Regions from separate parts of the Mus musculus genome. Here region 1 is linked to region 2. Evidence: chromatin contacts called from public HiCAR-type data. All regions are on one chromosome and are shown on one strand. The core of a region is the stretch at or near the end of the contact, and the rest is flanking DNA. Distances in the headings are between cores, read along the strand shown.

Evidence for each region. HiCAR-type assays count read pairs that join an accessible place to other places.
Region 1: a contact with region 2 is called in a HiCAR-type map of fibro-adipogenic progenitors, with 4 times the contacts expected there. The contact joins two enhancer-like sites. A contact is called at or near these places in 1 of 484 Hi-C or Micro-C datasets (uterus) and 3 of 115 datasets of contacts at active chromatin or transcription factors (astrocytes, embryonic basal ganglia and fibro-adipogenic progenitors).

The regions. Positions count from the first base shown.
Region 1 is chr5:131,365,740-131,368,635 of GRCm38.p6, forward strand. No RefSeq gene overlaps it. Among named protein-coding and RNA genes, the nearest start is that of Gm29681, 48 kb to the right of the region's middle. Within about 2 kb of position 1,497, at least 6 of the 459 cell types and tissues checked have an H3K27ac peak or open chromatin away from gene starts, as enhancers often do. A contact at or near this core is called in fibro-adipogenic progenitors, where this site is marked.
Region 2 is chr5:131,006,967-131,009,726 of GRCm38.p6, forward strand. The region is part of intron 5 of Galnt17 (polypeptide N-acetylgalactosaminyltransferase 17); the gene reads right to left. Among named protein-coding and RNA genes, the nearest start is that of Gm40338, 76 kb to the right of the region's middle. Within about 2 kb of position 1,350, at least 42 of the 459 cell types and tissues checked have an H3K27ac peak or open chromatin away from gene starts, as enhancers often do. A contact at or near this core is called in fibro-adipogenic progenitors, where this site is marked.

The sequences.
Region 1 (2,896 bases), core at 247-2,746, 360 kb after region 2:
AGCAACTAAGAAGTAGGGAGTTATAGGAAGACATTTTGAAAACTGTCAAGATCAAAATGGAGTCACCTATACCTAACCCAATGGGGGCAAGCAGCTATATATAAAGTCGGGTGGGGCTCACACACGCAATTGTAATAAGAGTTTTCACAAATACTCTCTCAGAGGCCACAACCTAAGGCTAAAGAACTGGCTCAGTGGCTAAGAGAACTTGCTGCCCTCACAGAGGACCCAAGTTCGGTTCCTAGCACCCATATTAGGCAGTTCACAGACACCTGTAACTCCTGAGGATCTGACACCTTCTTCTGGCCTTTGTGGGTGCCTGTACACACTTATGGCGCACATACATACTCTCAGGCATAAAGAGATACACAAAAATAAAATAAAAATTCAAGCTATAACTGTACCACACATACACACACATGTGAAGACATATGTCCAGTAATGCCCTGTCCCAATTCCTGTTATTGACCCTGTAGGCAAGGATTTTATTTAATAATGAATTGTGTGACTTTTCCCGTTTTACCTTTAGAAACCTGCCCTCCATTGCCTCTCCAGACACGCATGTGATCCATCAGAGCCTGCATCTGACAGACTTGTGAATTCTGATTCAACCTCACGTTGCACCAGTTTTCTTTAGAGGGTCTGTTTGGTATCTGGGATATTTAGCTGTCTCTGACCAGCTTATACTGGCCCCTGCCTTCCTCACCAGACCCAGGTGATCTGGATAGGTTTTTAGCAAGGATGGAAAATGAACGTTCACTGGTTCCCATGCACACTGCCATCCCAAGCTCAGGGAACCAGAACTGACATCAGCTACTGATGCTTCAACTTATACAAGCTTTAGTGGCCTTTGGAAGATCTGATTTAAGCATCGTTATCACACACATATACAGCTATGCATATGCAAGCACTACACACACACACACACACACACACACACACACGCATGTGCACACACCAAAGAAATTACAAAATATAAATCTTAGAAAGAAAGGTGGTTATGGTGGCACACATTTGTAATCCCAGAGCTGGAAGGTAGCAAAGTAGGATCCTTGGGGCTCACTGGCCAGTGTAAGGGTGAATGTCAGGTTCCAAGTGAGCAACTCTGTCTCAAAAAGCAAGGTAACAACACCCAAAGCTGACCTCTGGTCTCCACATATACCTGCACATCCACACACACCTACATACATACAAAGATGTGTATATAACTCTTTGTGTACTGTAAACATGCACACACACACACACACACACACACACACAATTGTAAGAAAAGCCCATTCACACTAGAGAAATTGAATGGCTGACAGTTGTTCTAAAATGAAGCCTGTGTTCTCCTTGCTCTCTATCCGTGAAGGAATTACAGTAACAGACCTGTGTTTGAGGAAGCATCAACCGTAATGTAAAGAAATTCTTTCAGGCTCTAGGGTTCTCGTCATCGACTAAGGAGCCAGCCAGTGTGACTAACTAGCAGATGAATTTGCTCTCAAGAACTCTCTATTCTTTTTTCATTGTGGTAAAGACATTCGCACCAGACTAAGAACTCTCTAGGCAAGGGCTCCCTTGAGGGGGAAGAAGGTACCAGTAACATGCTAAGTGCCACTAAAATCCTGCCCGATTTCTGGTTGGTAGCTGAGCCCTGGGCTGTTGCTCTGGGATGGCTGGACCTCCCTCCTCCCTCCTCCCTCCTCCCTCCTCCCTCCTCCCTCCTCCCTCCTCCCTCCTCCCTCCTCCCTCCTCCCTCCTCCCTCCTCCCTCCTCCCTCCTCCCTCCTCCCTCCTCCCTCCATTTATTCAATAGGCTGGCAACTGCTCCATTTTCAATCTGCCGCCTGGTCTCATATCCGTGGCCTTGAGCCCTGGGCTGGGAGCCCAAGAGACCTCTGTGAACACATCTTTTTCCCTGAATGCCTGGGTTTGATTATTTCCAGCTAGCTGGCGTTCTCCTGACCTAATCTTAAAAGCACATAATTATGTCATTAAACAGCAGGACACAGCACACCATGTGTCCTGCTGGTAAGGGTCAGAATGAATCGGTGCTAAAGGATAGAGATAGAGCAGGACTCACCACAAAAGGGGTGAAAAGAAAGAGGGCAGGAATTGAGCTGTGCTTTCAGGCACTTTGACAGAGGAGTGAAAGAGCTCCTTACTGACAGTTACGGAGAAGGAAATCTGTTTAATCCGCTTTCTGTTACTGTGACAAAATGCCCAAGACAAACAACGTAAGTAGGAAAGGTTGTTTTGGCCCTCGTGCAAAAGTGACACAATGTGTCAGGGAAAGGGGTTGGTATGTGCTTTTAAAATTCAGAGAGCTGGGGACTGGAAAGGCAACTCAGTGGTAGAGCACTTGCCCAGTATGTGCCAGGCCCTGGGTATCATGCCTGCCATCACAAAGTGATAGTGATGTTGGCTGGGGATGTATCTCAGTGGTGGAGTACCAGCTTAGCACATGTAATGCCCTGGGTACCATCCTCAGCATCACAAAGTAAGTGATGATGATGCTGATGATGCTGATGATGCTAATGGTGATGGAGAAGGAGGATGGGGATGAAGAAAATGATGGAGATGGGCATGGTGGTAATCATGAAGATGGGGTTAGGGATGATGATGATGATGGTGATGATGATGATGATGATGATGATGATGATGATAGAAATGATGGTGTTAGGGATAATGGTGAGGGTGAGGATAGACATGTAGCTCAGAGGTAGAACATTTGCCTAGCTATGTGCAAGGTCCTGGATTCCATCTCCAACAGCACAGAATTAATTATTCTAATTATTAATTAATTAACAAGCTAATTAACCAATTCAGTGACTTAATAACTGTTTTGTATGTAACTAATTTTCCACTGCTATTGTATCCTATTGCACTCTGTGGGTAAGCACTACCATGGTTCA
Region 2 (2,760 bases), core at 100-2,599:
ACAGCCAAGCTTTTTTTTTTTTTTAAAAAAAAGGATTTTATACATTTTTTTATTTATGTGTTACCCGTGTGTATTGGTGGAGGGCAAGGGTGAGCGGAATGTGAATATAAATTGGGGTGGCACTGGGAATGGTATGTGAATGTGAGTATGAATGCCAGTAGAGGCCAGAAAGGTGTGTCAGATCCCCTAGAGCTAGAGTTACAAGGAGTTATGAGCCACCCATTGTAGGTGTTGGGAACCAAACTCATGTCCTCTGGAGAAGCAAGTGCCCCTAACTGATGAGCCCTCTCTCCAACCCACTCCTAATGCAGACCATCTGTCACGATTTCAGAGGTGTCACCAAACACAGTGGCATCAGCTGGGAGTCTCTGTCCTCTCCTTACAGAGTGATGGACGGCATCCAACGTGCCAGCCAATGTACCAGCAAGAAATAATCAGCTAAGCAAGCCAGCGTGGGGCAAGTGCTGGGCTCTGAGCCTGGATGGAAGTCTAGGAAGAACAAATGGAGCTGAGAGAGAAAGTGGGCAGCTGGCCCAGAGCTGGATTCACCGGTGGCAATCCGATGTTACTGTGGTGGTCAGGCAAGGGAGACAGGAAAGCTGCGCTGGGCTCACAATGTTCCCTCAGTTTCTATAGAGCATGTGTGGAGACTGCAAGACCAGAATGGCTCTTTCTGAGGATGGTTTAATTCAGCTAATAGGATTCTCTCTACCCATTTCCCTCTAAACAATAAAACTTCATTCTACTTCCATTAAAAAAAAACAGTCTGTTTATATGTGTGTGTATGTTAGTATATGTGGGGGTGGGGTGCGGGACACAGAGGCCAGAGAAGAGCATTGGGTCACTTGAGGTTGAAGTTTCAGAAGGTAGTGAGCCACTGGGACATGGATGCCTGGAACTGATCTCAGATCCTCTGGAAGAATAGCAAACCCTCTTTGCCACTGAGCTATCTCTCCAGCCCCTAGTCTTTTTAAACGTTGTTACTAACTGTGCATACACTTACTTGTTTGAATCTGGGTTCATGCATTTGAATGCAGTACCCATGAAGGCCAGAAGAGGGCAGACTCCCCTGGTGCTGGATTTACCAGGTGGTTGTGGGCATTGTCTATGCATATTTGCCTGCTGCCAGATAGGGAGGCATGTTCTTTAACTTGGTTATTATGAGCAGTGCTGTAGCAGAGATGGATGTACAAGTCTCTGTGAAGTCCTTTGGGGTCCTTCGGGTAAATCATTGTGGCTGCTGGGTCTTATTAGCTGCATAAAATCATCCCATGAAAGACCTAAAGCTACTAGTTGGAGCAAAGCGAATGATGTGGAATGGAAAACAACCACCTGTAATTCCAGCTCCAGGGGAGTCTGCCCTCTTCTGGCCTTCATGGGTACTGCATTCACATGCACAAACTCAGACACATAACAGTAGGTACAGTTTTTAAAAAAAAGTTTAAATTTAAAGATTAAGGGCTGGAGAGATGGCTCAGTGGCAAAGAGTGTTTACTACTCTCTCAGAAGACCTGAATTCCTAGCATCCATGTCCAGTGGATCACTACCTTTTGAACAGAGGATATGATTTGAGGACAAGATTGTGAATGCGTAGGATATGCGAGCATAAAATTTAAAAAGAAAGAAAAGCTTTACAAAAGTAAAGCTGTTTCTAAAACAAAGACGAGAGGCCAAGGAGATGCCTCAGAGCTTACTAAGCACTTGGCTCACAAAGTTGAGCTTCCCTACAAGTCCACATAAAATCCCGAGTGGGCGTGGTTGCCTACCCATAAATCCAACTTGAGGAAGTGAGTCCAAGGAGCCCCAGCAAGCTGGCTAGTGAGACTAGCCAGGCTGGTGACCTCTAGAGTTGACTGAGAGGCTGCACCTCTATAAATAAGGTAGGAGGAGCCCCAACCTCAGCATTGGGTCTCCATGTGCACCCAGAACACATGTTCACTCCTGCCCCCCCCCCACACACACACAAAAAAATGCTTTTAAAAATATTTTTTTAAATGAAAAAAAAAAACCCACACTATTTCCTATGCATGAATGGCTCACCTATTTGTATGTCTGTGTACCACTTGTGTGCTTGGTGCCCACAGAAGCCAGAAGAGGGAGTTGGAGTCCCTGAAACTAGAATTGCACACGATTGTGAGCTGCCACGTGGGTGGGAGCTGGAAAGTAAAGCCAGGTCCTCTGAAAGAGCAATGAGTGCTCTTAACCAGAGAGCCATCTCTCCAAGTCTAAAGCTTACTGTGCACACACACACACACAGACACACACACACACACACAGGGTCAGAAGAGTACATTAGAAGTCAGAAGAGAGCCACAGGTCAGGTCCTCTTAGGGTAGAGTTATAGGAGGCTGCGCGAGGTACAACATGGGTCTTGAGAACAGAATCCAGGCCTCTGGAAGAGCAGTAAACATTCTTAACTGTGGAGCCATCTTTTTAGTCCCTTAATTAAAACAACAACTATAGAGTGTAAAAGATAGATGGTTCATTTCATAGTGGAAATAGGAGATTTCCTGGAAGCTCTTGAAACTATCCATAACACTGGTGTGTGTGTGTGTGTGTGTGTGTGTGTGTGTGTGTGTGTGTGTGACTTCTTCAGGCGTGAGTAAGATTCAGGAATGAAGGGAAGGGGGTTCTTCCAGTTGTAGAAGGAGGCAGCAAAGGGAAAGGTGGTCTTTCATGTTAAGCCAGCCTGGCGAGAAACTTCTGAGTTTAGACACTTGATTGCCAGCAGGTGGCGCTGTTTGAGGAGACTATGGAATG